Regions from separate parts of the Bactrocera dorsalis genome. Here region 2 is linked to region 1. The links are chromatin contacts, called in public Hi-C maps. All regions are on one chromosome and are shown on one strand. The core of a region is the stretch at or near the end of the contact, and the rest is flanking DNA. Distances in the headings are between cores, read along the strand shown. Region 1 overlaps LOC105227275 (MICAL-like protein 1). Region 2 overlaps LOC105227275 (MICAL-like protein 1).

What was found. A called contact is a pair of places that touch in the nucleus more often than the background predicts.
Region 2: a contact with region 1 is called in a Hi-C map of whole body, with 4 times the contacts expected there. The contact joins two enhancer-like sites. A contact is called at or near these places in 2 of 2 Hi-C or Micro-C datasets (both in whole body).

What each region holds. Positions count from the first base shown.
Region 1 is chr4:34,995,818-35,003,147 of ASM2337382v1, reverse strand. All of the region lies in intron 4 of LOC105227275 (MICAL-like protein 1), which reads left to right. Among protein-coding and RNA genes, the nearest start is that of LOC125778467, 19 kb to the right of the region's middle. Within about 2 kb of position 3,992, the one cell type or tissue checked has open chromatin away from gene starts, as enhancers often do.
Region 2 is chr4:35,073,657-35,080,986 of ASM2337382v1, reverse strand. The region is part of intron 1 of LOC105227275 (MICAL-like protein 1); the gene reads left to right. Among protein-coding and RNA genes, the nearest start is that of LOC125778399, 9.9 kb to the right of the region's middle. Within about 2 kb of position 2,811, the one cell type or tissue checked has open chromatin away from gene starts, as enhancers often do.

The DNA of each region.
Region 1 (7,330 bases), core at 2,743-5,242:
GTCAGCCATCTATCCTAACTTAAGCTAACATATTCGTCACACTGGTCGTCATCGCTTTTGCGATGTTTTTTTGGTTTAACTAGTCCTTTGAACTGTGAAGCTCTTAGATAAGGCGAGGCTCTTAATTAAGACGAGTTCTATATATGCTGAACAGAACCATAGGCGGAGTGCCCTACTCTCTCATGCCTGTTTCCCTGCAATTTCTGCATGTATCCTCATTAAGAATGCCCTTCCAGATCGTATGTGATGTCAGTAGATCCTGACCTCTCATTAACCTAACAACCGTCCTTCAGTCACTTTGAAACCGTGTGAGTGAATAGTAAGCGTGTTTTTTTTTTCGTATCCTTGCACATGATCTTGGCGATCCGTCATTTCTCTTAAGTATTGCATATCACCCTGATTCCTCTGTCAGCGCTTGTGGGAATTTCATTGTATTATCGTTTTTAGTGACATCCGCATTTCCTGCAATGGTTTCGATAGCCAGACGGATAGCATGTTTGGCAATCTTCTCTGTTATTTCATTTCCCGGAATTCCTTTAAAGTAAATAATTTTACCTGCCATTTCCCATATTCAAAATCTAATATGACGGAATTAAATATGTTCACATATGACAGTCAAAGCTTTGGCATTCATTCACCGTTTTTTGGATATCTAAACCAGTAAATGTCCAAGAGGCTTTCAAGATAGGGGCAGTCTTTTACATCAGACAAAATTATATTTCTAAATCTACATAATTAGATAAGACTTTAGATACATTTTTGAATATTGGTTAGTCTTCTGAGTATGTCCAAAATAGTCTAGCAAGGACTATCTGCTCAACTTTATAGTAAAAAGTCTAATCTCGTCTTCTTATAACCCTCCCCGACTGCAGTGATCGCAAAAAAACTGCTGAACGAAAGGTTCGTTGAAAGACGCAAACAAAAATTCGAAGTATTGAAGATTAAAACTATCAGCAGTCATGGTTATGTATAGTGGAGGTGATGGAGTTAAATAACGATGGTGGAGTTGACATTAACCAAATGGGACTCTAATAAATACATTGTTAAGACCTTTCGCAACTATAAAAATCGTTGTCCGGCTAGGCTAGAGACGACAAGGTTTTCAATTAAAGCTTTTGTTTAAAAAAATGGGAGAGAGCTCTTGATATCAGAACAACAACAAAAGGTACATGACGATGCCATCTGCAAGCAGGTGTCTTAAGGTTACTATATATTCGGCGTCTGCCTAGCACAGTTTCGAATTAAAAGTTTTTACTTGTTATAAACAGAAAACGTGAGTCCCCTCTTTGCCCTCTTATACCCAAAAATCGCAAAGTATATTATGTAATACAGGAAAAGTACCGTTCACCATAGTATTAATGAAGCCCACGTTAACCGAATGAACATTGATCAAAAACCAGAACAACCGTCTATTCTGCTAATCTTGAGTTAATAGAGAGATTTTGATATAGCAACCCCAGAGCTATAGATGAAACCACCGTCTTGAGACCACAAAATATTCAGTTACTGACCGGCTGGATTAAGGGAATTTACGGTAAGCAGTTTTATCAATTATGATGAGAGAATAACATTAGTGATTTTTAAGACATACAAATGGAAGATTATACTCTGATATACAGAAGAGTACACTCAAGAGTTTGTTCATTCATCTCAGTAAATTCACGATCGCTTTTATTTACTCATCCCATATAATTTGTACTAAATTCTGCAGTCTGGTAACGCACTTGTTTCTTCGACCACTAATTCCATGCCAACTACATTGCATATTTGTTTGTACTCCCCTGGTGTACTCGTGACTTCTTCATGGACTGTGCGCCTATGAATAAATGTATATTTCTATTGACAAAACATGCAACTCATATGCATTTGTTGCTGTTTAATTCTATGTGTGTTTGTGGCTATTCGTGTCTAATTAAAGCAAAACTTCAACAATTACTTAAATGTTCATTTCATAAATTGTAGGTCATTGCTGTTGCTGTTATGCGACTTTAATGGCATATAAAGTCGCATGGCTTTTACCATTATTAGACAACAGCAGCAGCAACAACAACAAGACAACGTACGCAAGCGTAAGCAAACACTAGCATGTACTTTTACACTGTCATAAGCCACCACTCAGCGAAAATGCGCTTACAAACACACACACATGCAGGCATACACACACAGTAATGCACGCATGCGCGCAGATTTGTAAGTAATAGGAAGTTTGTCCGCTAATGTAATTGCACCGTCATTTTTTATGCATTTTTATTATGTTGTTGGCGTTGCGTTGTTGTTGTAGCTTAAATACATGTGCTTGCATATATGTATGTGTGTAGGTGCTTGTCTACTAACGGTTGACGGCAAGTTTTCTAGTCACAAATCGTTTATGAAACTATACGCCGCACATATGCAGGAGGTTGTTATTATTGTTGTTGTCTAAATGTATACGCTTACATACCATATAAGCGTCTAGTTAAGGAGTTGAGTTTAGAAAATAATTTATTGTTGAAAATTAACAGTCATTTTGGCTCGCAAGTGGCAGCTTTACTTCGTCGGCAGCTGCTTCTGCTGCTGATCGCTTACATGCGTCGAAGAAAGTGCGATATTTTCCAACAATTATGGTTAGGTGACAACTCTGGCAAAGCGAGACAGTAATGGATAGGAGTCTACATTAAATTACATTAGGTTAATATAACGACATGTCCGGTTTTTCGCCACGGATTTGTAAAATTTGTGATATGTATGCGCTGATTTGAGGAGCTTAAGCTGGATACAGAGTGGTGCAGAGTAGAGTGTAGCGGATATTTGAGTGGACAAAGTGGACGAAATTTATGCACTGTTTAGTGTGAGGTTGGCAACAGCTATAAGAAAACGTCGGAGACCCCATTAATGAGCAGCGTGATGAGCTGAAATTATTTAGCTAATGCAATCTGTCTGGATATACGCAAAATAATCTCTAAATTTTTGAAATATTTTTCTGAAATATTGCACACATCTTATTCTCTCCAAGAATAAGCTCGTTTGTTGGAACTGTCAATATCGGACCACTATAGCGTATAGCTGCCATACAAACAGATCAGTCAAAATCCACTCTTTGTATGGAAAACTTTTTTATGACAAAGCTATAATCTCCAAAGAAATCTTTCAGATCGGACCACTATAGCATATAGCTGCCGTACAAACTGAAAGCTCTAAGCCCTGTTCTTATATGGAAAACTTTTTTATTTGATAAGATATCTTTACGAAATCTGCCTCAAATATTTGCATGAAATAACGCTACAATCTTCGAAGAAAGTTTTAAAATCGGATTGCTACAGCATTTAGCTGTTATACAAGCTGATCGATTAAAGTCATGTTCTTAAAAAAATCATAAAGAATTGCTATAATTTCCGTTCTGGCACTTTCAGCTTTTACAGTAACTAATTCTTTGGAGTTTTTCTGGTTTTAAAATTTTTTTCTTAGAGAAAATACTATAAAACGTGAAACTAAAATCTTAAAAAGTTCTAAAAATCTTTTTTTTTTTGTTAGTAATAACAAATTTCTCCGAAAGTTTCACTGTTAATTGCTCCACAAAAAATTTTATTATTCCTTTTTCTACGCTGGCACTTTCTGCAAAATTTTCTCCACACTTTCTATTTTATCGTTTGTTGTTTTATGGTTTTTGAAAATTCGAAACTGATCGCATTAAACGCTTAGAAATTTCGCTTTTCAATTCCCGCACTGCTTCAGCAATTGGAACTCGGTCAGTAGTGACGAAAACAGATATTGAAACTGTCAGCGTCACTGCACACATGTCCAATCGATTCCCCTACGCCCCACTTATCGCCAGCCACTTGTAGCTTAATGCTTACAATAAACATCAAATCTCAAATGCTATTAAAGCAACCAAAAACAATAATAATAAAAAGACACCAAATGTAAATAAAACCGAAAATAATCGTCGACGTCTGCGCCTTAATGGGCGAACGCGCCGCACTTCATATGGCCTATCAATAGTGGCATCAATGACGCGATCGATCGCAACCAACGACCACCTTGCCGCCGCATTGAAGCTTTCTTCAAGTGTTATGTTGCTGTTATTGTTGTAATAGTTGTTCAGTTTTTTAAGTACCCACAATTCAATCAACACAATTTCTTGTGAATGAAATTTTTTTCTCACTCTCCCTCTTCTGCTTCTTCTTTCAAATGGTTTCAATATAACCTCAAAAGTGAAATTGATCTGCTCACTTAAAGTGCAGCAACATATACATATTTGTGTGTGTGTGCATGCATGTGCGTATTGTTAACCATATGCAACAAGGCATCTGGTTGACGATCCACTTAAGTGATCTTTTATGTGTAATTTTTATAATGTTGCACTGCGGCAACCCACTGATCATGTGTGTTTATTGTTGCTGCGATTATTGTTAGGAGATTTTATATATTTTTATACCCTGCATAGGGTATAAAGCTTGCAACACCGAGAAGAAAACGAAGGAGACCCTATAAAAATGTATATAAAAATGATCAGCGAGGTCGATTTATGCTTGTCCGTCTTAGTTTTGAAGTTATGGATCTGAAACTTTGAGCGCATTTATTTCCCTCCAAGAAGCTGCTTATTTGTCGTAACCGCTAATATCGGAGCTCTTTAACGTATAGCTGTCATACTAACTGAACGATCGGAATCAAGTGCTTGTATGGAAAACTTTTTTGTTAGTGCAGATATCCTCACGAAATTTGGCTCGAATTATTTTTTGAAGCAACTGTATAATCTCTGAAGAAATTGTTTAGATCGGACCACTATAGCATATAGTTGTCATATAAACTGTAAGATCAAAATCAAACACTAGTATGGAAAACTTTTTTATTTGGCCAGATATCTTTAAGAAATTTGGCTCGAATTATTTTTTGAAGCAACTGTACAATCTCTGAGAAAATTGTTGAAATCGGAGTACTATAGCATATAGCTACCATACAAATTGAACGAACAAAATCAAATTTTCGTATGGAAAACAGTTTTATTCGTAAAGGGTATCACAGTTTCAGTCCAACCGACGTTAACTTTTTTTGTTGTTTCTTTATTTGTGACTTCAAAGCGTTCATCGCGCTGATGCTGCAACTTTCATATGCGTGCGTGCGTGTGTGTGTGTGTCATTCTCTACAGAAATGTTGCCACTTTTGATTTTTAACATCGATCACATCCTCCCTGCCTCTCGAACATTTTCAATAGACTTATAGTGAATTGCACTTTTGTTGTTGTTGTTGTTTTTGCCTCATCAATGATCGCTTGTCGGTGGACAATTTCGGTTTCAATGCATTTCGATTTCTAACCAACGCCCATATTTAGACGCGCAGTAACTGATCAGTGGCCACGCCGTTGTAAGTTTTCTTTGCAGCAGTTAAAAGCATATACCCATGTATATAAATATGTGTTCGTATGTATGTATTTTTGTTGCATTTTCCTGCAATCAGCTTTCATCAGCGTTGCGCCGCAAATAAAGTGATCGATTGGCATATTGATCAATGGGTGCGTATGCGGTTAAACCCATACATACACACACATTTTGAGCCATACAAATACATATGCACTTATTTATATATATATACAGGTATATACATGCTTTTTTGGCCCAGTTCCTATGCCTGTGCATGTGGTAGTTTTGAAATTTTAGACGACACACGCATTTTCAGATTTTCGAAGAAAGTACTTATGTGGCTTTCTTCTCCCAGTGACATATATATACATATATATTTGATACGTTCCCAGACATCTAAATTTCTTATGTATACGCAATATCAGTGTCAATTTATTTGTGTTATATTAAGTGGCATGTGAAAAATTATATAGAGTTGATGTGGGCAAAAATTATTTGATAACAGCAAAATCAAATTGGTGTTAATAAAAGAGGCTCAGCAGCATGATTTAAAATTGTTGAAAATGCAATATTTAAACATATGATATATAAATATAGAATGAGGTAGGATTTTTCCCATGCATTAGTTTGACAGATCTGGATTTCAGACATGGTGTCAAAGAGAAAGATGCTCAGTATGCTTTGACATTTCATCGTGAATAGACTTACTAACGAGCAACGCTTGCAAATCATTGAATTTTATTACCAAAATCAGTGTTCGGTTCGAAATGTGTTTCGCGCGCGTGTTTTGTTCAGCGATGAGGCTCATTTCTGGTTGAATGGCTACGTAAATAAGCAAAATTGCCGCATTTGGGGTGAAGAGCAACCAGAAGCCGTTCAAGAACTGCCCATGCATCCCGGGGGGGGGGGGGGTTGGTGTGGTTTGTACGCTGGTGGAATCATTGGACCGTATTTTTTCAAAGATGCTGTTGGACGCAACGTTACGGTGAATGGCGATCGCTATCGTTCGATGCTAACAAACTTTTTGTTGCCAAAAATGGAAGAACTGAACTTGGTTGACATGTGGTTTCAACAAGATGGCGCTACATGCCACACAGCTCGCGATTCTATGGCCATTTTGAGGGAAAACTTCGGACAACAATTCATCTCAAGAAATGGACCCGTAAGTTGGCCACCAAGATCATGCGATTTAACGCCTTTAGACTATTTTTTGTGGGGCTACGTCAAGTCTAAAGTCTACAGAAATAAGCCAGCAACTATTCCAGCTTTGGAAGACAACATTTCCGAAGAAATTCGGGCTATTCCGGCCGAAATGCTCGAAAAAGTTGCCCAAAATTGGACTTTCCGAATGGACCACCTAAGACGCAGCCGCGGTCAACATTTAAATGAAATTATCTTCAAAAAGTAAATGTCATGAACCAATCTAACGTTTCAAATAAAGAACCGATGAGATTTTATGCGTTTTTTTTTTAATAAAAAGCTCTTAAAAATCACCCTATATAAATATAGAATGTGGTAGCTTTCCTACCCAGAACTTCAGTCTGACTCCTAGATTAATAATATTTGTAGGCAACTGATCTCTACATAATTCGCTGCTGTAGCGATATTTTCATTGTGACATTTATCATCGCGTTAAATCCATGAATTCTTCTTCCACATGATTGACATTTTTATGTTATACATACTCAAAACGACATACGAGCGCTATTTGTGTTGTTAACAGTAACTTAAAATATTCATTTCGGCCAAAAGATTCACTTAAATCACGAACATTTACGCACGATTACTGTCTACAACTTTCGACGTGGATTAACTCAGCAACAGTGCTTCGATGAACTTATTTAGTTTTTGGCGATGAAGCTCCATCAAGAAGATGGTAGATCACTGCAAGGCGAATTTAGTGAAGCTTGTGGTTCCGGAAACTATGGATGCTTTGCGCAAAGAAATATTGTCATATGACCTAACGTGTGATTGATTCTACTATAGGCATTGGT
Region 2 (7,330 bases), core at 1,562-4,061, 79 kb before region 1:
AGCGTTGCACATCGTCAGGTTGCATGCACTTAAGTACGAAATAGACGCAAGCATTTCATTGTTATTGCAATTGTGGTTGTAATAATGGCATTGTGTTGCCATTTGCCGTTTGCTGTTGTTTCTGTTGTTGCAGTTGCTGTATTATGCGTTTGTTGCATGCCACATAATCGTACAAGCGCACATAAATGCATCGGTGTGCCTATGTGTGTAGCAAGCTTTTCGCTATTGTTGCTATTTTTGTTGTATTGTACGTTTTGCTTTTTGTGCCACAAATTATAGCCACATCATGTATGCGTCGGCTCGTCAACTCGTTGCCACACAGCGCTTCACACCAGTTAGACTGTCAGCTTACGTTGCTCAACGCGCATGCGCTGTCGGCTGTAGCTATATGTATATGTGGTTGTATAAGTGTATGTGTTGGTACCGCCAATGATGGCTTTGCGGCGGCACAGCGGCAACATGCAACAAGTGCCGTTCGTTGTTCCACTAAGAATGTTGTTTTCCAGCTTTTATAGTTCTTTCGCCAATAATTACACGTATTTATACATATATACATATATGTATAGGAGTGAGTATGTGTGTGCATGCATGTTTATTTATTTTCTAAACAATCTCATTGCCAAATATATCCACATTTATACCACTCATGTATGGAGATAGTATTAGAACGCTGTTTAATATTTTAGGCATAAAGAAAAATGTTAAGCAGAATATTTTCTAGAACGCATTTAAATGTGCTTTTACTCAAATTGCACTGGAAGGGTATCACCTTTAAATTGAATTTGTTCGATTGTTCAAAAATCGATTGTAATGCTATAAGTTTCCTATTTGAACAGCCAGTGTTTTGAAACTTGGTGATAAAGTAACTAATACGATATAAAAAGTACATAACAAAAATCATCAATATTCGACCATTATAAGATATAGTTGCTATACAAACGATTGTTCAAAAATTAGTTTTCATGCTATAACTGCTCTATTTCAGCAGCCAATAACATGAAACTTTGTCCTAAAGTTACTTATATAATAAGAAAAGTATCTTGTAAAATTCATCAATATTCGACTTTTTTAAGATATATCTCCCATACAACTGATCGTTCAAAAATGGTTTTTTATGCTATAATTCCTCTATTTGAGTAGCCAATAATATGAGACTTTACAATATAGTTACTTATATTCAGTAGAAACTGTACAGCAAAACTGATTAATATTTAACCAGTATAGAATATAGCTGTCATACAAACGTTCGTTCAAAAATGAGTTTTTAGGCTATAACACTTACATTAAAGCAGCCAACAACATGAAACTTTGGGATAAAGTTACTTATATGATTTAAAAAGTGCATAGCAAAAATCGTCAATATTGAACCATTGTAAGATATAGCTCCCATACAACTGATCATTCAAAAATTAGTTTTTGTGCTATAACTCCTCTATTTGAGCATCGAAAAATATGAAACTTTGTGATAAATTTACTTATAGAATGTAAAAATTATATAACAAAGATGACTAATATTGAACCATTATACGATATAGCTGCCATACAAACGATTTTTCAAAAATGAGTTTTTATGCTACAATTCATCTAATTGAGCCGCTACATAGACACACTTTTGTAGAACTATTGATTTGATTAAGTGTTATGTACTGAGAGAAGCTCAACAAGAGCTGATGACTATAATATATTGTAGTCTTACAACCGATTTTTCAAAAATAAGTTTTTGTGCCATAACACATCCAATTAAGCTGCTATACATAAAAAATTTGGAAGAAAACTTGCTTATATAGACTAAAGAGTACACAAAGGAAATGTTCAAGATTGGGCGACTATAGCATATTAATGCCGTATAACCGATCGTTCAGATATGAGAATTTTATTGATAGCTCAACCAGATAAAACGAAGATTTTGTAATTTTTTGCTATCACTGGGATCAGTTCACGGTAATACAATATAAAGGAATAGCATAACATAGAGCTCTCGTTCAAGCTATGCTCCATTTTTTGTATATTTTTCACAATAATAGTTGAAGTATTTTCTCTAAGTGAATTTTCTTCATGTATGGTATAGCTACACCGACTTTTTGTTGCTTTTTTTTCTGCCTTTGGCACATTTTCTGACATGTCTGTGGCCTTAACTTTTTGCTTACTCTTTCGAAATTTCGCTTAAGCAATGCTTTTGCGCCCCGCTTGCGTCTATTACCGACTGTTTTATAGACTTTTAATGTGCATACATATATATTACAAAATATATGCATACATACACACATCTGTGCATGTGCGCACCACTTAAGTGTCATGTGGCATGTCAACAATGATTGACATTTGTTCGTCGCATGCGTGTTAACTGCGTTCTCTGACTCCGACTCCGCCGCTGACTGTGACTGTGACTGTCACGCTGAACGTTTGCTGGAACAAGTTTGTCTGCCAAGCGCTGTTAACCCGCTGCATTGACTGTACATGTGTACATATGTATAAATATGTATGTAATTGCTCCACAACACTCCCAAGAATGACTCAGTGTGCAGTTGTAAGCGTCTTGTTGGACATTGGCGCTGTTAGAATTCTTCGCTCATTGTTGCACGTACCACAAACATAGCGATACGCAGCAGTCGCACTTTGCCACGCATTTCATACATACAAACAAATGGACAGACACATTTATATAACACACAGCAATGTACATTCAATTACGCTAAACCACCTCAAATGACAACAACAACAAATGACACTTGTCTGTCGGCCAACCTGCGCGTCGCTTGCCGTAAACACCACTGATAAGCGCCACATGATTAACCGTAATAACCTTCCCGCTACACTCATATCTGCGAACGGCTTGTTTACGGCAGCAGCGCGTCTTTGCTTTTATTGTCTCTGCGCTTCGCGAAATATTTTTGTCCGCCGTGTTTACGTCTCTTACGTGCACACGAATACATATATACATATGTACGTACACCAGCTACATTCATTTATATGGAGTTCAGTCGCGTTACCTTTTGATAAGCATGCGCCTTATTATAGCATCTTCTTTTTTCGGATTTTAGTCCCACGTTTCTTTTTGCCGTTTCTGACTTAATTTTGTTGCTGCTTCTACAATCTCAATTTTTGTTTTAGCCGAGTTTTCTGCATTATTTCGCACTTATCACTTGCTTTAAATAATTGATATTGTGGGTCTTATCGTCCGCTTCTATTCTGCAGAAACGCTTGAGAATGCATCCGCCTTGCGGGGTTCATAGTGACTCCGATTTCTTTGAGTGTATTTTCAGCGCTCAAGGTTTTATGCTTTTAGAAAATATTGATATTAAACTGAGTTTTTATTGTCATATCTAATTTAAGAACAATGGAAGGCTTTCTCGAGTCAAAATTGTAAGTATGTACCACAGTTGGTATCAAGTCCGGTTCGATAAAAAATTATTGAATTTTTCATACTTAACATCAATTCAATTTATTAAATAAATTTATTTTACGTAGTCAAATCTTCAGCAATGCTACTCCAGATGCATGTGGCCTTAAGTTCTAATCTAAATATATTTAAAAGAAATATTTCAAATACAGAAATTTTGAAAAAAATAAATTCTCAGTCAGCCTGGAACCATATGTGATATTAAGACCCCAACTATCAAACAATGTACGAGGTATGACAATTAAGTAATGAGACTGATTCTATAAAAACCATATATTTGCAAATTATTCTACAACTCTGTCATTCCCTTCAAAGTAGTCCCCTTGGACAGCTATACAGCGATTCCAGCGCGTTTTCTATGTTTCGTAACATTTCTGGAACGCTTCGACTGGGATGTCTGTACGTAATCGACTCAAAATGGGTTCCTTTGACCACCGATTTTGTTTTAGGAAACAAAAAAAGTCACAGGGTGACATGTCGGGCGAATAAGGCAGCTGTTGCAAAACGGCGATCCCTTTAGAGGCCAAATACTGGGACACGCTGAGGGCTTATTTAAGGAGAATACACTGATTATAGTAACCTTCCAACTTTCGATAAAATTTTTGTGGTACGATTTGTACTTTGCTTCAAAATTGGACTCAGCTTCGGCGATCATCTCAACATGCGACAAATATTTCTTTCCAGCGTACATTCTTTTGAGATCGGTGGATACGAAAGAAATTCGAAGCCCCATTCATAGACTTTAACCATCGTTTCACTGACTTGTGTTTCCTTTTCTTTCTTCTTTACGGCGACTTCGTCCTTCAAATCGTCCAACAACGCTATGTAATTGTCGCTGTTGACCGCACTTCCTTTTTCAAGGTAGTAAATAAAAATTATTCCATTTGCTTCCCAAAATATAGACGCCAGAAACTTGACAGATCACTGTTGGGTTGTTCCACGTTCTAGAGCGAGTTCATCATGTGTAGACCACTCGGCAGACTGTTGATCGAATTTTGGAATGAAACGATGGAGCCATGTTTCAACTATTGACACATATTGCTACAAAAACTCGAGTTTAATATGCTTGAACATCTCTAAACACTGCTTCGAATCATCAACTCTTCTTTGCGTTTGGTCAAAGTGAGCTCGCACGGCAGCCACTTTGCTCAGAACTTTCTCATACCCAAATATTCGTGAATGATGTGATTTAAACATTCAGTCGATATATTTACAATGCCTGCTAACTCGATCAACTCCACTTTACAATCATCCAAAATTATTTTGTGGATTTCTGTGATGTTTTGGGCGGTAACAAACCCTTTTGGGCAGCCGCTGCGTACACCATCTTCGGTTTTCATTTCACCACTTCTAAACTTAGTGTATTAATTCTTGATGATTGATTTTCCTGTGGCGGAAGCTAGAAACTCGTCATCAAGCCAAATTTTGCTGCAACTGTATTTGTTCCCTTCGAAAATCAATGTTTTATCCATGCACGAATACCCTTTTTATCAATTTTTTTCACCATAAGGAAAGTTGCTTCACTCAAAGAGATAAAATTCAAAAACTATTGATCCGACAGCTGTCATCTTTAAACATACGTTTTTTGAAAGTAAGGGCTAATTAAAAATCATAAGTTTAATATTAGTAGTGCCTTCTATGTGTCAGGGCGCGGACTTTTCAATTGCCCTGTTATTTTTACCACTATAAGGATGTGTCATGCATCAACTCTCTTGTGCATACTTCCACTAATAACTTTGTTGCTACTTTGAGATATGATTTATGTATTATTTTCCCATGAGAGCAGAGCAAAGATTTTCAATCAAAACAAATGACAACCCACATTCTACGACTTTAAATCGTTAAATCAAATATTTAGTGCCTAAAACACTTGTGATGTCGTTACACCCACTCGAGTTATGTTATTTTAGTCATGTTGATTTGTCATAAATATTAACATGTATCTCACTTCCTAAAACCAAATTTGATTTTTTATTATTTAACTTATGCTTAACACATCTTTGCTATTTTTAGCATCTTATAACATTCTGTCTTATCTGTTTTACAAGCAAATGTAGCAAGCGTGGCTGGTTTTGAAGAAAAGTAATGCAAATTTGGTGTTCCGAAACCGGTTTGTAGTGAACCAGAAAAATTCGGTATGAAAATAATATACGACAAATTGGTACATAAATAAATAATTAATAATAGCTAAAGTATAATTATAACATATAGAATTAAGCATGAATGTCAAGCATTTTGAATGCGGCTTAAGCAATATTAGGCTGAGAACGTAGTGTGACAACTTTTATGAGTTAATGCTTAGTCAAAGTTATGAGAGAGAAAAAATTAGGCAGCGAGTGAAAGGAGATTATGATATATAAAAATATTATTCGTGGGTTTTTAATATTTTCTAAACTATAATTTCCCAGTCAATATTGCATAGTCTAACTAGGGAACGATTGAGATCGATTGATTTAAGGGGTTCTTACGATTTCTCTTTTTTGTTTTTTTTTTTAATTTTGGTTTATGTTTCTATTTAAGTCCTTACATTATAATATATACTTGCGTCTTTTTTAGATCAATTTTTTAAGAGAATATTTTCAGTGTTTTAAAAGACATTCGAAGCATAGTCGTTAGTAAATAAGAGATCATTGAAAACGATCCAGTCATTTTTAAACTGTAAATGATGTAACTAACCCGACTTTTGGATCTTCATCCAAACTCGACTGGAATCGTCATCCAATTGGTAATAATCATAACAGATCAGAAAGGTAAAAGTTTTCGATGAAGAGGCTTTTTACTTAAAGAGTCTTTGTCAATAATCTACTAATGTATTATGAAAACATATGAAAATATTCTGGAAACACCAATCAGAACATATTTTTTTTTGTAAATTTTAAGTATATGAAGGGCGATTTCGGAACCTGTACTGACTGTTTAGAGAGGTGATTTAGGAAAATCAGTAGCAAAAATATTTTTATCTTCGGTAAAAAATTGGGAATAAGGTTAAGAGCAAAAGCATTCAGTGTTTATTTAAATTTACCGCCTAGAAACTCGAGTAAGGACTTAAGCATTGTCCACGTTCTCTGATTTTGACTACTTCTGGATATTTTTAGGAGATGAAATATTATTGGTGTGTTAAATTTGGACGAGATTTGAGTGGATGAAATATATGTATTTGCCTACAGATTGGATTGATATATAGTTAAAGATCATGTTTTGTTAGTTCTCATAGCTACTTGTCTCTGCCAGATTTTTTCATCATCTTCTAAGAAATATTCTACTAACTTAGACAGTTCAGTCCATTCCACTGCCCGTTTTTGTTCTGTGAATAGTACCTCAACCGAGAGGTATGATAGAAGGGATGTATAGTATTTGAAACCAAAAGTTGGATAAATATACTACATACATATGCACATTCAGATCTTCAATTAACCCTCCGTTGAATTGTAAATACCTTATTTAAACACTCTGCGTATTGAAAAAATCACTTTCGAGTACTGAACTTTACTTATTGCCTGTCCTTATATCACTCCGAAATCACTTCTTTCAGTCGATTGACCATGAAAAATTTTACACTTAACTCGCCAGTCGCCACGCCATGAGCCCTTAAGCTTGAAGAGGCTTAAGTAAATATACATACACACGTTTGTATACATTTCATTATTTGTTATTGTTGCTGTTTTCACAGTTTGCAAACGCTTAAGGCGAGTCGATTGCATATTTGCTGACTGCAACACGCTGCGGTCTACTAAAATTTCATTTCATTACATTGTTTGTATGTGTTTGTGTGTGTGCATAAGGCAAGCCATTTGCGGCTCCACTTTTATTGCACAAATAAATATGAAACCCGAACGAAAGCTGAAAATGAGACAAATTCTATTTCTTCACAATTTAATTTGATTATTTGCTTTGTAAGCTGTTGTCAAGCGGCATTTGAAGCGCTGGCTC